Regions from separate parts of the Gossypium arboreum genome. Here regions 2 and 3 are each linked to region 1. The links are chromatin contacts, called in public Hi-C maps. All regions are on one chromosome and are shown on one strand. Each heading gives the region's core, a stretch centred on a gene start, on an enhancer-like site or on the middle of the called end of the contact. The rest is flanking DNA. Distances are from core to core; before and after follow the strand shown.

The links. A called contact is a pair of places that touch in the nucleus more often than the background predicts.
Region 2: a contact with region 1 is called in a Hi-C map of leaf, with 2.5 times the contacts expected there. The contact joins the promoter of LOC108454366 here to the promoter of LOC108466828 in region 1. A contact is called at or near these places in 2 of 5 Hi-C or Micro-C datasets (both in leaf).
Region 3: a Hi-C map of leaf shows a contact between it and region 1, with 1.9 times the contacts expected there. The contact joins the enhancer-like site here to the promoter of LOC108466828 in region 1. A contact is called at or near these places in 2 of 5 Hi-C or Micro-C datasets (both in leaf).

The regions. Positions count from the first base shown.
Region 1 is chr7:72,188,147-72,193,183 of ASM2569848v2, forward strand. LOC108466828 (AT-rich interactive domain-containing protein 1-like) reads right to left here and starts at 2,331. Exons shown (of 3, transcript XM_017767187.2): 1 at 2,027-2,331; 2 at 278-1,786. The coding sequence starts at 2,029.
Region 2 is chr7:72,631,180-72,636,216 of ASM2569848v2, forward strand. LOC108454366 reads left to right here and starts at 2,283. Exons shown (of 23, transcript XM_017752808.2): 1 at 2,283-2,714; 2 at 2,808-2,915; 3 at 3,337-3,485; 4 at 3,581-3,662; 5 at 3,754-4,169; 6 at 4,534-4,966. The coding sequence starts at 2,568.
Region 3 is chr7:71,852,900-71,857,936 of ASM2569848v2, forward strand. It overlaps LOC108450440 (ATP-dependent helicase BRM-like), which reads left to right. Exons shown (of 14, transcript XM_017748069.2): 11 at 1-608; 12 at 691-1,233; 13 at 1,912-2,163; 14 at 2,455-3,350. The coding sequence ends at 3,096. Among protein-coding and RNA genes, the nearest start is that of LOC108450440, 11 kb to the left of the region's middle. Within about 2 kb of position 2,967, at least 2 of the 2 cell types and tissues checked have an H3K27ac peak or open chromatin away from gene starts, as enhancers often do. A contact at or near this core is called in leaf, where this site is marked.

The DNA.
Region 1 (5,037 bases), core at 1,081-3,580:
TGATAATATTTTAATGGTTCCAGCAATAGCTACTTTTGGTTCTTTTATTTTCCAGCACCAAGATGGTTGCAATGCAACCTATGTTATTTTTCATAAGGAAAGAGAGAAGTGCACAATGGAGCATTTTCAAGCAGACTACCATCATAGAATAACAAATTCAAGAATAAAATAAAATGCCCAAGAGATATATGACATTATTAAAAATAAACTTGCAAAGACACGTGTAATAACTAATATAAACATTGACCTCCTACTTGAATTAATGACTTAGATATACCTGCCGTTTTGACTGGTCAGAACTTGAATGATCATCCTTTCTGTGAAAGGCAGCTACTCGAAACAATAAAATCTGCTTCCAAAGTTCCTCACTACCATAAGACTTCCACTCTGAGCTCTCCGGTAATGAACCAACCACCAGATCACATGGATCCATCGCAACCTTTTTAACCCAATTAAGCATTCCCCACATAGAATCCAGCTTCCTCTTATTTGAAGAAAATTTTTCCTTAATGTCACTTGAATCCAACTTCACAACATCATCATCACTATGTGTGTATTTCTTACATTCAACAGAATCCTCCATAATTGCACTTGAATCCCTCTTCCTCTTATTTGAAGACAATTTTTCCTTAATGTCACTTGAATCCAACTTCACAACATCATCATCACTATGTGTGCATTTCTTACATTCAACAGAATCCTCCATAATTGCACTTGAATCCCTCTTCCTCTTATTTGAAGACAATTTTTCCTTAATGTCACTTGAATCCAACTTCACAACATCATCATCACTATGTGTGCATTTCTTACATTCAACAGAATCCTCCATAATTGCACTTGAATCCCTCTTCCTCTTATTTGAAGACAATTTTTCCTTAATGTCACTTGAATCCAACTTCACAACATCATCATCACTATGTGTGCATTTCTTACATTCAACAGAATCCTCCATAATTGCACTTTTCACCTCATCCTCATTACAAAATTTCTCAACATCGGTAGAGTTACCTGCACTTTTCACCAAATCTGAAGGCGTATGTACATATTCATCAACATTAATGAACTTTTTTTCACCGTCTGAATCAACCACCACACTCTTTAAGTCATCATCATTTCGTAATTTTTCCACTTCGTTGTAATCTAAAAAATCCTTGGTTATATCAATATCCATAGATTGTTCGCCATTTACAAATTTTTCTCCTCCACCCGACCCTGCCACTACACTCTCTTCCACTTGAGAAAACTCCGCAATTTTCTTTGACTCCGATAAAAACCTTTTAAGCTCAATTCCCATCTCCACCAAATTACCAGTATAATGTGATTCACTCTTCAAGTCCTCACTTTGAACAATTCTCTCCAACCATCTCTCTAATGAAACTAAGTACTTAAGATATACCAACTTAACCAATGACGCTACATTTAAACCCAACCCAGATTCTGTGGCAACTGAATCCCATAACCCACTTTCTGAAACAGCATTGTATCCACCTTTCTCTCTTACAACCAAAAAAAGCTTAAGCCAGTCCACAGGCTGCCCACCTTCAGCCATTGGAGGGAGTGAGCAAACACAACCTTGGGCACAGATCTCTTTTAAAAACAACCCAAGGAACTTGTTAAACCCAAATCTAAGCTTATCAGGTTCAGATTTCAAGAAAGACCCTTCAGAAAAGGGATCCAAACCAATCGAAGAACCAGCTGGCTCGAGATTTTCAGGGGGTTTTTTGCAATCTAGTGAAGATTCGTCAGCTCTAATAGACAATCCTGGCATTGATTTCGAATTCAAACCCTACAAACAAATAATAAACAATTAAAAATCATACTTGAGCGTTATAAAAGAAAGAAAAAAAATACCCATTAAGCATCTGGGTCTCTTATGGCCAAAATAGTCTGGTTTTTTTGGCGGGAAAATGACTAATCTAGGGTTTTGATTAAGATTTGTTTTATGTTTTAGGTTGCCATTAAACGTTTTTCCTAGAACATTAATCAACAATTCTAAAAACAAACACATGGAAAAGAGAAAACATACCATTATTTTCCTCTCTTTTTTTTTCTTCTTTGGGGTCTGGTATGGAACGGTTCCGGTTAGACTCTCTTCTCTCTGTCTTGGCTTTTTTTTCCCTTTGCCCCTTCTCTTTTGCCTTAATACCTCTTTTCTACCCTTGTCTTTTGAGTTCTTTGCTAAGCCCTCCTTTGCCTTAGAGAGTTAAAAAAACTTGAAAAAAAATAAAGAAAAAACAATAAAAGGGACTAGAGAAGTTTGTGTTAAGGAGCTTCAAAATACTTCCCAAACATCTAATTTATATGGGTACCATGATTGGTTAAACAAAGTTAATTATTAACCAGGGTTTTAGATTGGATCATTTGGTATGGTTAGATAAAGAGCTTTTTTAGAGATTTAAATCTTTTGTATAAATTTTTCTTTTAGATTCCTTCTTTATTTAATTACTTTTTCATCCATTAATATTTAACAATTTAAATATATTTTCTTTTCAAAGAAAGATATTCAAATATATAAAATCTATGTACTAGTTAATTTATGAACAATATTTATGATTGAAGTTTAGCTATTAGTTTCCCTTTCTCAATTTGTGAGTTCATAATGATATCAAAAAACAAAAATAAAAGGAGAGTCAAATCGATGGTAGTGGATAGATCATACCAGTTAGTACATATCGTTTTAATCTTAAATCTGTATCAAGTAATTTATGTTTCGATTTGGTCAAAATTTCGATGTGTTTTAGTTATTTTGGTATGTTTCAATTCATTTCGATCAATCTTGACTTGTACAGTGCGTAATGATTGATAAAAATTTTGATATTTTAAACTAATTTTTATTTTTTATCTTAACCATTTTAATTTTTCTATAATTATATTTATTTATTTTTAAACAATCTCATTATAAGATTTAATTATATATGCTCTTTTGACATAATGCTTAAAACTACTAATAACCCCTTTCCAACGCATAAATAGAAGGATAATGTGCTTCAACGCACCCAAACACACGTCTTCTGCATTAACAATAATGTCATACCAATCAAGTAAAAACTCAATCGACAATTATATTTAAAATTAAAAGTTAATAAATTAAATTATTGACCGAAAATTTTATATGGTTAATAAATAATTATTTAAAATTAGAAGTTAATAATTTATTAATCATATAAACAAATATATTTATATGAATGTAATTGAGATATTTTTGCATACAGATATAATATATAATTTATTTTATCAAAATAATATATAATTTAATAAGAAACTAAAAATTGAACTATAAATATATATAATATTTAAATGTATATATAATTTATCAAGAGACTAAAATGAGAATATTGTTATAAAATAAAGAGAGATAGAGAATAATGAACAAAGAAAATATGGGAAGCAATAAAGAATGTATTTTATTGATCAATGGGATGATTACAATGCTTCTTCAAAGTCTTTATTTATAAGCATAAGAAGTATTAAATGAAGTAGAGATCTAATTCTAATAACTATTAGAATTTAAAATACATCAAAACTTATCTTGATCTTGATGGACATCTACTTAATAATATATTCATAAAACTCCCCCTTGGATATCCATTGGTAGATAATGTCCTTTCGTTAAAACCCTATTAGGAAAAACCCTATGGGATAAGAACCTAACGAAGGAAAAAGAGTACACAATCTTCTACTACAAGCTACCTCGTTAAAAATCTTTACCAGAAAAACCCAATGGGAGAAAACATTGGTTAAAGGAAAAGAGTACAACTTGTTTTAGACTCTCCCTAATGGCAACATTATATTACATCTTTGAGTTGATGCATTCTAATCTTGTGTAGTAGTCTTTCAAATGTTGAAGTTGGCGATGCCTTAGCAAAAAGATTTGTTAAATTATTACTAGAACGAATTTGTTGAACATTTATATCACCTCTTTTCTCAAGATCATGGGTGAAGAATAATTTTGGTGAAATATTTGATGTTGCATTATCTTGGTACAAGATAGTTGACATCTTTTCTTATAAAGGCAAATTATATATCTTCTGGATATGTTGGATCAATAACCTTAGTCAAACACACTCTCAACTTGTCTCATGCATTGCAATTATTTCTGCATGATTTGAAGAAGCGACAACTAATGTTTGCTTTGTTGAACACCATAAAATGGCAGTACCGCCACATGTAAATAAATATCCTATTTGAGATTGACCTTTATGTGGATCTGATAAGTATCCAACATCAACATAGTCGACTAATAGGGATTTTGAATCATTTGAATAAAATAACCCTATATCAATGGCCCCTTTGAGATATCTAAATATATGTTTAATTTCATTCCAATGTCTATGTGTTGGAGAAGAACTAAACCTTGCCAACAAGTTTACAATGAAAGCTATATCAGGTATTGTGTTGTTTGCAAGATGCATCAATGCCCTTATGGAAATTAGATTTGGTACTTCAGGACTAAGAAACTCTTTATCATTCTTGCAAGGACGAAATTGATATTTATTCACATCTAACGATCGTACAACCATCAAGGTACTCAATGGGTGTACTTTATCCATGTAAAATTTCTTTAATATCTTTTCCGTATAAGTTGATTGATGAACATGAATTCCATATTTTAAATACTCGATCTGTAAGCCAAGAAAAACTTTGTTTTTCCAAGATCTTTTATCTCAGATTCTTTCTTTAAACAATTTAATGTATTTTGAAGCTCTTCAAGAGTTCCAATAATATTTAGATCATTAACATAAATAGCAATTATCACAAAATTTGATCTAAACCTTTTTATAAAGACACATGGACAAATTGGATCATTTTTGTAACCTTCTTTTAACAAGTATTCGCTAAGAAAATTATACCACATACGTCCAAATTGTTTTAATCCATATAAACTTTTCTTTAATCTGATCGAGCAATTTTCCCAAGAAACTCTATATCCTTCTAGGATTTTAAACCCTTCTAGGATTTTCATATAAATTTCACTATCAAGTGTACCATACAAATAGGCTGTAACAACATCCATTAGATGCATGTCAAGTTTTTCAC
Region 2 (5,037 bases), core at 1,033-3,532, 440 kb after region 1:
AGTTGAATTATCAATGTATGATTATTTGTCAATTATTTCGAAACATTATTAATAAGAACTATAAGTTGAGAAAGATTAATGTTAATTGTGGCTTGAGGATTTTGCTTGAGGACAAATAAATGCTTAATTGTGAGGATATTTGATAAGCTATAAAAGTAACGTGTTTTTAATCCCATTCTTGATGCTTTTTTGGATGATTTATTATGTAAATTAGTGAATTTGATACTCCTAACCCTTTAAATTCATGTTTCTATACTTAAGTGAGCATAGGGGAGCGAAAGGAGCGAAAAACGAGCCAAAATTGGACAAAAAGAGCTATTTTTAGGATCCACACGGCCTGAGCTTTTCCACACGGGCTAGGCACACGCCCATATGCTAGCCCGTGTCGATATCGCTCCCTATTTCTCAAACACGCAGAAAAACCCAATTTTTAGGCTTTCTGAGCATTTTAAAGTCTATAAATACATACTAGAAGAGGACTTAAGGGAGGACGTAGAGAAGAACGAAGAAAAGACTCGAAAAACACCATCGGATTCATTTCAGAAGCGGATCTCCTTCAAGATTGAAGATCACCATTTGATTTCTTTAGAAGTTTTATTGGGTTTCTTTATGTCTTGTTGTTTTCCTAACTTTGAGATGATGTTATTCCAAATTATGAACTAAATTCCCTAGATACCTAGGGAAGATGAAACCTATATGAATCTTATTATTTGATTTCTGAATTACATGATAAATACCTGATTCTTGTTCTCAATTATGTATGCTTATTTCATATTTTAATATTTTTAGGGTATTAATTAATGCTTAATGTGCTTACTTCAGTAGAGCAAAAGTCACTATTTAAGAGTTGATCTAGCATAATTGATTGGAGTTGCATGCAATCCTAGAAATAGGACGACATAAATCTACCGGATTAGAGTAAAATCTAATAAGGGAATCCATAGATCGAGTTAATGCGACAATAGGGGTTTTAATTAGAAAGAGATTTCAATTAATCAACCCAGAATCAATTGTTTTTACTCTCGAAAAAGATATTAACATAATTTAGGGATTTCTACGGATCAAGGCACAAGTGAATAAATCGTTTAATTTAGATTCAGAATAATAAGTGAAGTCTAGGTGAATTCTTTCCTGGGTATTGCCTATCTCATTAGTTTTATTCGATTATTTTTACTAATTCATTCTCTGTTGCGTTCTTAGTAATTAGTTTAGTTAATTTTAGATTAAAAACATTTCCTTCAATTTATCGGTTAGATAATAGAAAAATAGTAAGTACTAGTACTTTTAGTCCTCGTGGATACGATATTCCCGACTCACCATAGCTATACTATTATTCAATAAGTGCGCTTGCCTTTGTCGTAATTTTTGTTAGTTTAGTGACCATCAAAACAATTGACACATGTCAACAAAATAAGTATGTCATGTGTCAAAAATTTAGGCTGCCCACATTAGCTGGAGACTGAGACCTTGTAATATATAATATATAAATTAGTTGTATAAACAATTATCACATGTCAACAAAATGAGTATACCATGTGTAAAAAAATTAGGCTGCCCGGATCAATTAGAAGCCTAAGACCTTATAATATATATATATATATATTTATATTATATAATATGGGTGAGTCAAAAATTTCACTGATAGTGTATTAAAATTTTCTCATATAATATATATGATTTATCCCATTTTTTAAAAGTAAAAATATCTCATTAAAAATTATTATATATATTTTAAAATATATAAAATAAAAAAATAAAAATTAGTAAATATGTTTTTCTATAATTTTAAGTCATTATATATATTTTAAATGATTTTAGATACTATAATATTTTAATGAATGGAATATTTTAAAGAATTAATTAAAAAATTAATTAAAAATGAAATATTCTAACATTTTTAATTGAAAAATATAATAAATAGAGAATACTAAAATTCTTAATATTTTAATAGTAAAATATTATTTTTAAATACAATCTAAATGTTTTCTAAAATAATTTATTTTTCTTAAAATAAGTTCTATATATTAATTTCTAAACAAATCTAACCATACATCATCATTACATTTTGCAAATAACGTAGGTTTAAATTGACAACATGAGTGCAAACCTACTCCCACTTTCAATTACAATGTAATTGCTTTCTTGTAATGAAAAAAAAAAAAAAAAAAGGAAACAGCTAATTTTAGTTTATTTTTAAAAAGAACATTGGAGAATGGAGACCACAATGACTACATTGAGCTTCTTTAAAGTAAAAGTACTATATTGACAATTTTCACTAAACTCTAGCGGCCATTTATGACATTATCTCTTTTTAATTATAAAATCAAAATCCATTTCAGCATTTTCTCTTGAAACAGAAAAGAAATTAATCAAATTAAAAGAAAAAAAAGATTGATATTGAAAGAAAAATACAGAAAACGCCATTCCTCTCCTGGATCTACAAGATCTAAGATCCGCTTCTTTCTTCTCAAAAAGAAAAAAAAGAATGCTCCACTCTCTCAGATCTATTTATTGAATTAGATCCTTAGCTGAGAAAAGATCAACTGTAAGCGAAGAATTCAAGGAAGATGTATATGGCATATGGATATCCGCAGGTGATTCCATTAGAGCAAGGGCAGTATCCTTCGTCGCAAAAGATCATTTACCTAAAACTCATTAACCGACTCTTGCTCGTCGTTTTGCCTTTGCATTTCGAGCTATGGAGTTCCTCCCAGGTATTTCCTACACGAATGCATGCTTTTATCTATGATTAGGTTTTTCTTGTTCCCCCTAAAGCTTTTTGATGATTAATATGTTGGTGATTGCAGCATAGAGTGAGGTTAGGGAGGTATAAGAGAGATGGGGATTCGCTGCAGCGAGAAGGCGAGAATTTGCAGGCCGTTTGGAGCCCTGACACCAAATTGATTGCGATTCTTGTGAGTTCTTGTTCTTTTTCCCTGAAAAGTTGATTTAGCTTACTGTGCTGGCTTCTCATTTCATTTTCTTTTTGCTAAAGTTGTATCTGTTTCTGTTTTCATTAAATGTTGGTTTAGTGTTAGGGTGCTGGCATTTTGGATTTAATAAAGTGTGTCACCTGATTACAATGAAGTAGAGCGGCAGCTTATGTAGCATTACTGTTGATAATTGCATTTAGCTTAATTTGTTTTATTCTAGGGCTTATGAATGATGGATAGAGTTTCTTTTTGCTCTGGGGAATTGATCAAAAATAAAAAGAAAATGCTTGTTAAGTTCATTCCCCCATTCTCTGTTTCAATGTACTAATTCTGTAGATATTTAAACACATGACTTTATTTGTTATGAATTTCTCAGTCCCTTTTTTTTTTTTTTGTTTTGCAGACTTCATCTTTCTATCTTCACATTTTTAAGGTCCAGTTTACAGAGAGAAAAGTACAAATAGGAGGGAAGCAACCTTCTGGTTTGTTTCTAGCAACGATAACTCGTGTTCTGAATGAACAAGTCCCTTTTGATGGAAATGATTTGGCCGTGTAAATATTTCTTTTTCATTTGCTGTAATTTTGACCGTAACTTCAGTTCTTTTCAGTGTCTTATTTATCATTTCCTTTGAACTTCTTTGTTGCAGGAGCAATATTGTGTGTGATAACAAACATATGCTATTGGGTCTTTCTGATGGATCTTTGTATAGTATCTCTTGGAAGGGGGAGGTAATCCATAGATAACATGTAGTTGCAATTTCTCCTTCTATGCAATTCCTTCAAAGCCAATTTGATTTTGTAATTCTCTTTTTCTCTATAGTTTTATGCAGCTTTTGGATTTGATTCCTCTCAACATAATGACAGTGAAGTTACTTCATTATCACATTCTCTAGCTAATTCTATTGCTTCTGGAGAGGCTGAAAGAGCTTTTGCCTCAAATTATAGAGTCTCCAAGAAATCTGCTATAGCACAGTTGGAGTTTTGTGTTTCGATGAGGCTGCTATTAGTCTTATATTCTGATGGACAACTGGTGGCATGCTCTGTGAGCAAGAAAGGTCTAAAGCCAGTTGAATCCATTAAAGCTGAAAAAAGTTTGGGAAATGGTGATGCTGTATGTACTTCCATTGCTGGAGATCAACTGATCCTTGCTGTTGGTACCAGAAGAGGTGTTGTTGAGTTATTTGACTTGGCTGATTCTGGGTCACTCATTCGTACTGTCTCCTTATATGACTGGGGGTATGTACTGTCTTTATTGTTAAAGCTAGAATGTTGGTGGTATAGTCTAAACGTATTTACATTTTGTTCTTTGAGTTAACTGACTACTATATTTGTCTACAAGGTACTTAAAGAGTATATTTTCCTCATTTCTCTTTTTGTAAAATCACATTTCTTTTGGTTGTCAACTTGCACTCAACTCTTTTACAGTATTATGAATATCTTCATGTTAAGCAACGTCTTACTTCTTGTGGTTTTGCTAGTTTCTTTCTGGTACTTATTTTAGCAAGTTTTTGGACCATAATTTTGTAGAAACCTATTGTATGGGTTTAGGCTTTCATTTGCAAATGTGAAAGATTTACTTCTCAATTTTGTTGTTTGGCAGATATACAATGGAGGACACTGGTTCTGTCAGTTGTATTTCATGGACACCCGATAATTCTGCTTTTGCAGTTGGGTGGAAGTTAAGAGGACTTACTGTTTGGTCTGTTTCTGGATGTCGTCTAATGTCAACCATCCGTCAAATTGGTTTGAGTTCTGCTTCTTCTCCAGTAGTTAAGCCAAACCAGGATTGTAAATATGAGCCTTTGATGGGCGGTACCTCACTAATGCAGTGGGATGATTATGGATATAGGCTTTACGCTATTGAGGAGGGATCATTGGAGAGAATTCTTGCATTTTCCTTTGGCAAATGTTGCCTTAGCAGAGGAGTTTCAGGAATGACTTATGTCCGTCAAGTGATTTATGGTGAAGATAGATTGCTTGTTGTGCTGTCAGAAGATACTGACGAGCTAAAGATGCTACATTTAAACCTTCCAGTTATACATCTGAATCACAACTTCAAAAACTGTCTGCTTTCATTCTGGTTTCTTTAAAATGTGAATGTTTC
Region 3 (5,037 bases), core at 1,717-4,216, 330 kb before region 1:
AGGAAGAAGTGGAGTTGTTTGATCAAATGGATGAAGAACTGGATTGGACTGCGGAGATGACTTGCCATGAACAGGTACCTAAGTGGCTTCGAGCCAGTACAAGTGAAGTGAATGCTACTGTGGCTACTTTATCAAAAAAGCCATCAAAGAATATTTTATTTTCTGCCAGTGTTGGTGCTGAATCCCATGAAATGGAGACAGAGAGAAAAAGGGGTCGACCCAAGGGGAAAAAGCATCCTAACTATAAGGAAATAGATAATGAGAATGGGGAATACTCTGAAGCAAGTTCTGATGAGAGAAATGGTTATTCTGGGAATGAGGAAGAGAGGGAAATTGGAGAAGTTGAAGATGATGAATTTAGTGGTGCTGTTGGGGACCCACCTATTACTAAGTACCAGTCAGAAGATGGCCCTCTTGGCGATGATGGGTATGAATATGCCCAGACTTCAGAACACATTAGAAATGATCAGATGCTTGACAAAGCTGGTTCTTCTGGATCATCATTGGACAGTCGAAAACCACAGCAGATAGGGTCTCCCATTTCTCCTCAGAAATTTGGCTCTCTTTCCGCATTAGATGCTAGGCCTGGTTGTGTTGTAAGAAGGCTGGTATGTCTCTTTTCCTTTATTGATTTGTTATTATGGCATTTTTCAATTCTTCTATTTTCTTATGTTATGTTAATGTTGGCAGCCTGATGAACTAGAGGAAGGTGAAATTGCAGCATCAGGAGATTCTCACGTGGACCACCAGCAGTCTGAAAGTTGGATTCATGATCGTGATGAAGGTGAATTTGAACAAGTTGTCCAACCCAAGATAAAAAGAAAGCGTAGTATTCGGGTTCGACCTCGTCATACTGTAGAAAGGGCAGAGGAAAAATCTGTCACCGAAGTGCCTCATCTCGAATGTGGAGATTCATTTTTGTTGCCTTTCCAGCTAGACCAAAAATACCAATCACAACTGAGGATTGACACTGAAACAAAAGCAACTTGCAAGCGTAATGCGATCAAGCATGATCCAAATGATTCATCTTCAAAATGTAGGAGGAACTTACCTTCAAGAAAAATAGCTAATACATCAAAGTTGCATGCATCTCTGAAGTCTGGTAAAATGCATTCTGAGTCTGCTCCTGTAGATGCTGGTAAATCCTCCAGAGAGAGTTGGGACAATAAACTGGTTAATACAAGTGTGTCTTCGAATTCTGGTGCTAAGATGTCTGATCTCATCCAAAGAAAGGTAAACTTGAGGTGACTTTAATTCTGGTAGTGTCTGATTGTGAATCTGTTTTTTTTATTTTTTTATTTTTATTTTATTACTATTTTATCCATCATGGATTTTTGCTGGTCATTAGTGCTAAGTTGGATTTAGAAACCTTGCTTTTGTATTTTGAATTGCTTGATGGTGTTGCTTGTAGGCCCTTAATAGGCAAAGCTATGGTCCTGAATTTCTTCGGTTTCTTCATTTTGCATCTTTTTTATTGTACCAATACTGCAGGATACACAGATTTCACCTAAGTGGGTGCTCTCATCAACGAAATAGCTTTAGGTTTTGTTAGAACACACATTTGAATAAGTGGGGTGCATTTTTTGCATGATGAGGATTTTCTTTTTGAGATTAGGAAGTTTGTGTTCCATAATATGCTTTTATCTTTTTTTTCTACCTTTTTGTTTGCTTTGCCATGTCCGTTTATGTTGTGTTTTTCAGAATTGATCTTCATGTTATTTTGTCTTGAGTCATTGATAATTTGCATGGTTTCCATATGCCAAGTAACTGGAAGCTTGGTATATCAAAATATCTTCCCTTTTAAAAAGCAAGTACTTCTATCCTTTGACCTTAATACCTGTTTAACTGCTTAGGTTACATGTTATGCTATTTTCTATTAAGTAAATGACTAAAAATTTCTCATATGTCCAGTGTAAAAATGTGATTAGCAAGCTTCAGAGGAGAATAGATAAGGAGGGTGAACAAATTGTACCTTTGTTAACAGATTTGTGGAAGAGGATTGAGAAATCTGGTTATATGGGTGGAAGTGGAAGTAATAATTTGGATTTGCAGAAGATTGATCAGCGTGTTGACAGATTAGAGTACAGTGCAGTTATGGAGCTTGTTGCAGATGTGCAGTTAGTGTTAAAAAGTGCAATGCAATTTTATGGGTTTTCTCTCGAGGTATGATATCTATTTAACTTGTCCTTCAGCATCTTTACATGTTCATAAGCCAACTCACTTTTGCATCACTCTTTTGAATTTTGCCGTGGATGGTCTTTTCTGGGAGCAATTGCTTCGAAGGCTTTTCAAAGAAGTTTACATACAAGTATTTTGTGTTTTCAAGTGGCTAGAAATTCATTCAAAAGAAAAGGCTAGAAATTTGTATCACCTAGAAAATGTTCTAATCCCCTTCCTATAATTCTCTCATTGATGTCCTGATCTATGTACTTTGGAAATGTAATTGGTGTGCAGGTCAGGTCTGAAGCAAGGAAAGTACATGATCTGTTTTTTGATTTGTTGAAGATTGCATTTCCGGATACTGATTTCCGAGAAGCTAGAAATGCTCTCTCCTTCTCTAGTCTGGTAACTACCTCCACCATGGGCTCATCTGCCAGACAGGCTGCTGTTGGCAAGAGGCAGAAGCTGATAAATGAGGTGGAATCTGATTCAGGACTCACTCAAAAGTCATTGCAACGCCGGTCCAGTCATGCTGGTGAGGACACAAGGGTTAGAGTGCACATGCCCCAAAAGGAATCAAGGGTTGGGTGTGTAAGTGGCATTACCAAGGAACTATACCAGCAAGACGATTCTATTCTGACACATCCTGGAGAGCTAGTTATTTGCAAGAAGAAGAGGAAAGACAGGGAAAAGTCTATGGTGAAGCCCAGGACTGGATTGGCTGGCCCTGTTTCACCCCCAAGTATAGCACGCAGCATCAAGAGTCCAACAACAGGATCATTTTCTAAGGATGCTGCTAGATTGACCCAGCAGACTGCCCATCAGCAAAGTTGGCACCAGCCTGCTCATCTGCCGAACGGTGCGAGTGTTAGTTGGGCCAATCCTGTGAAAAAGTTGAGAACAGATGCAGGTAAAAGGAGACCGAGCCATTTATGACCTTGTAGAGGATCAGCTAATGGGAAATGTGTGCTGCCATTGAGTTTATTCTGGGGCGGTTCGTTGTTTGTACAATTGCAATTAGATTTACCATTAACGTAGTGTATGTTCCTCGATCCCAGTCTTTTCGTGGTTTCAATACAATGGTTTCCATATCTGCACCTTGCGGGTATTATTATCTAGAGTATTTGATAGCTGAGACGTGTAAATTATACCTTCGTTTCATCATTATAGAAGTAAATATTTTAACTGAAGGACGTATTCAACTTTTGCTAATATACGAATTTCTACATCTTTGTCGCATGTCAACGCGTGTAATTGGATCAAGTCTTGTCCTCGTGTTAACAGTAGTTGAAAATACCAAAGAGGCCGAATTTTGTTGGACCTTCAGATTTAGATTCAACCAGTTTAAAAAAACAATTATAAAATAAATATTAAAAAAAGCAAAATATAAAAGACGGCAAGTATATTTACAAAAATTTGAGCATAGAAGTAAATCTGAATATAATAAAAGTTTAATTATAAAAATAAAAAAATTCATGTCAGAATCTTTTATTATTAAGTGGATATATATCAAGATTAAGATAAGTCAAGGGCGTAGTTAGGGGTTGGTAAGACCTTAAGACTCCTAAAATAGAAAATTTTTATTTAAACCTTTTAAAATTTAAATTTGTAAAGGTAAAATTATACTTTGACCCTTAAAAATGATAAAATTTTGATTTAATCTTTTAAAATTATAAAGATATAGACTATTAAAATGGTAAAATTATACTATTATAAAAGTTAGAATTTAATTTCGGTTCCTTTAAAAAATTTTTCTGGCTTCGCCATTAAGATAAGTTTGATATACTTTAAGACTCTAATAGTCATTAGAAGTAGATTTGAGATCGACAATTCCTATTATTGAGAAAAAAATCATACAAGAGTTGAAAAGTGGCAAAATAGTAGATTTTCATAAAATAATAATTGGGTCATTTTTCAAGTATTTTTTGATGAAAATATTATTTAGATATATTTGATAATTAAAATTTTCATGGACCTTTTGGACTATAATACGAGGAAATTCGGATCCAAATAGTGAGCTTGAGCTTAAAATATGGCAGGTAGGCTTGGAGGCTCGTTTGGTGTATTTTTAAAGGGAAAGAAAAGATGAGAAACCCCTCAGTCAACCTCTCTTCTTTTTGGTGCCGCCCCTCCCTTTCATCCACGGTTCTTCTCTTCTTTTTTCATTTTCTTCACTTTCCTCCTTAAATTTTCTAAAAACCCAACAATCAAACTTTGAGATTTTGCTAAAATCTGTTAGCAAACAATCTTCAAAACCCATTTCCATATTCAAGTACCTTATTTTCAGCCTAGGGTTTGAGGGATATTAGTGTGAGAAAATGAAGCTAGAAAGAGAAAGCTTAAACTGTTGGATCTGGTGCCCTAAGTGTAGTATATTCGTTTTGTATACTTATATTTTTCAAACAAAATGATTTAACAATAACATACATTAATTACATTAATACTCTTTATATATTTTCTTTAATGCTTTTGCACGCAAAGCAAAATGGAAGCAAATATTGACTCACTGGTTGTCTAACGTTTAACTAATACTAAGTGATATTACATGGTCAGATTGTAATACGGAAAGACAACTTGTATTAGTAGATAAATCTAAACATGTCCTTAGTCTATTAAAAAAAAAAAAGAGTAAACTGATTGAAAAACTAATATATCATCTATCAAGTCCAATTGGAAAGATGTTTTTTTTAGCATCGGAGCGAATGACTCCCTTAAGATAGAGACATAGATACGATTGACTGGATTGACAGTACATCGGCTAGAACTCAAGTATAATAAATCCTAGATCCGTTTATTGATTTATTCACTTGTGAGGTTCATAGTGTGACATACCTTAATCCTAAGTGGATAATTGACTATGTATGTGTGACTTGTAAT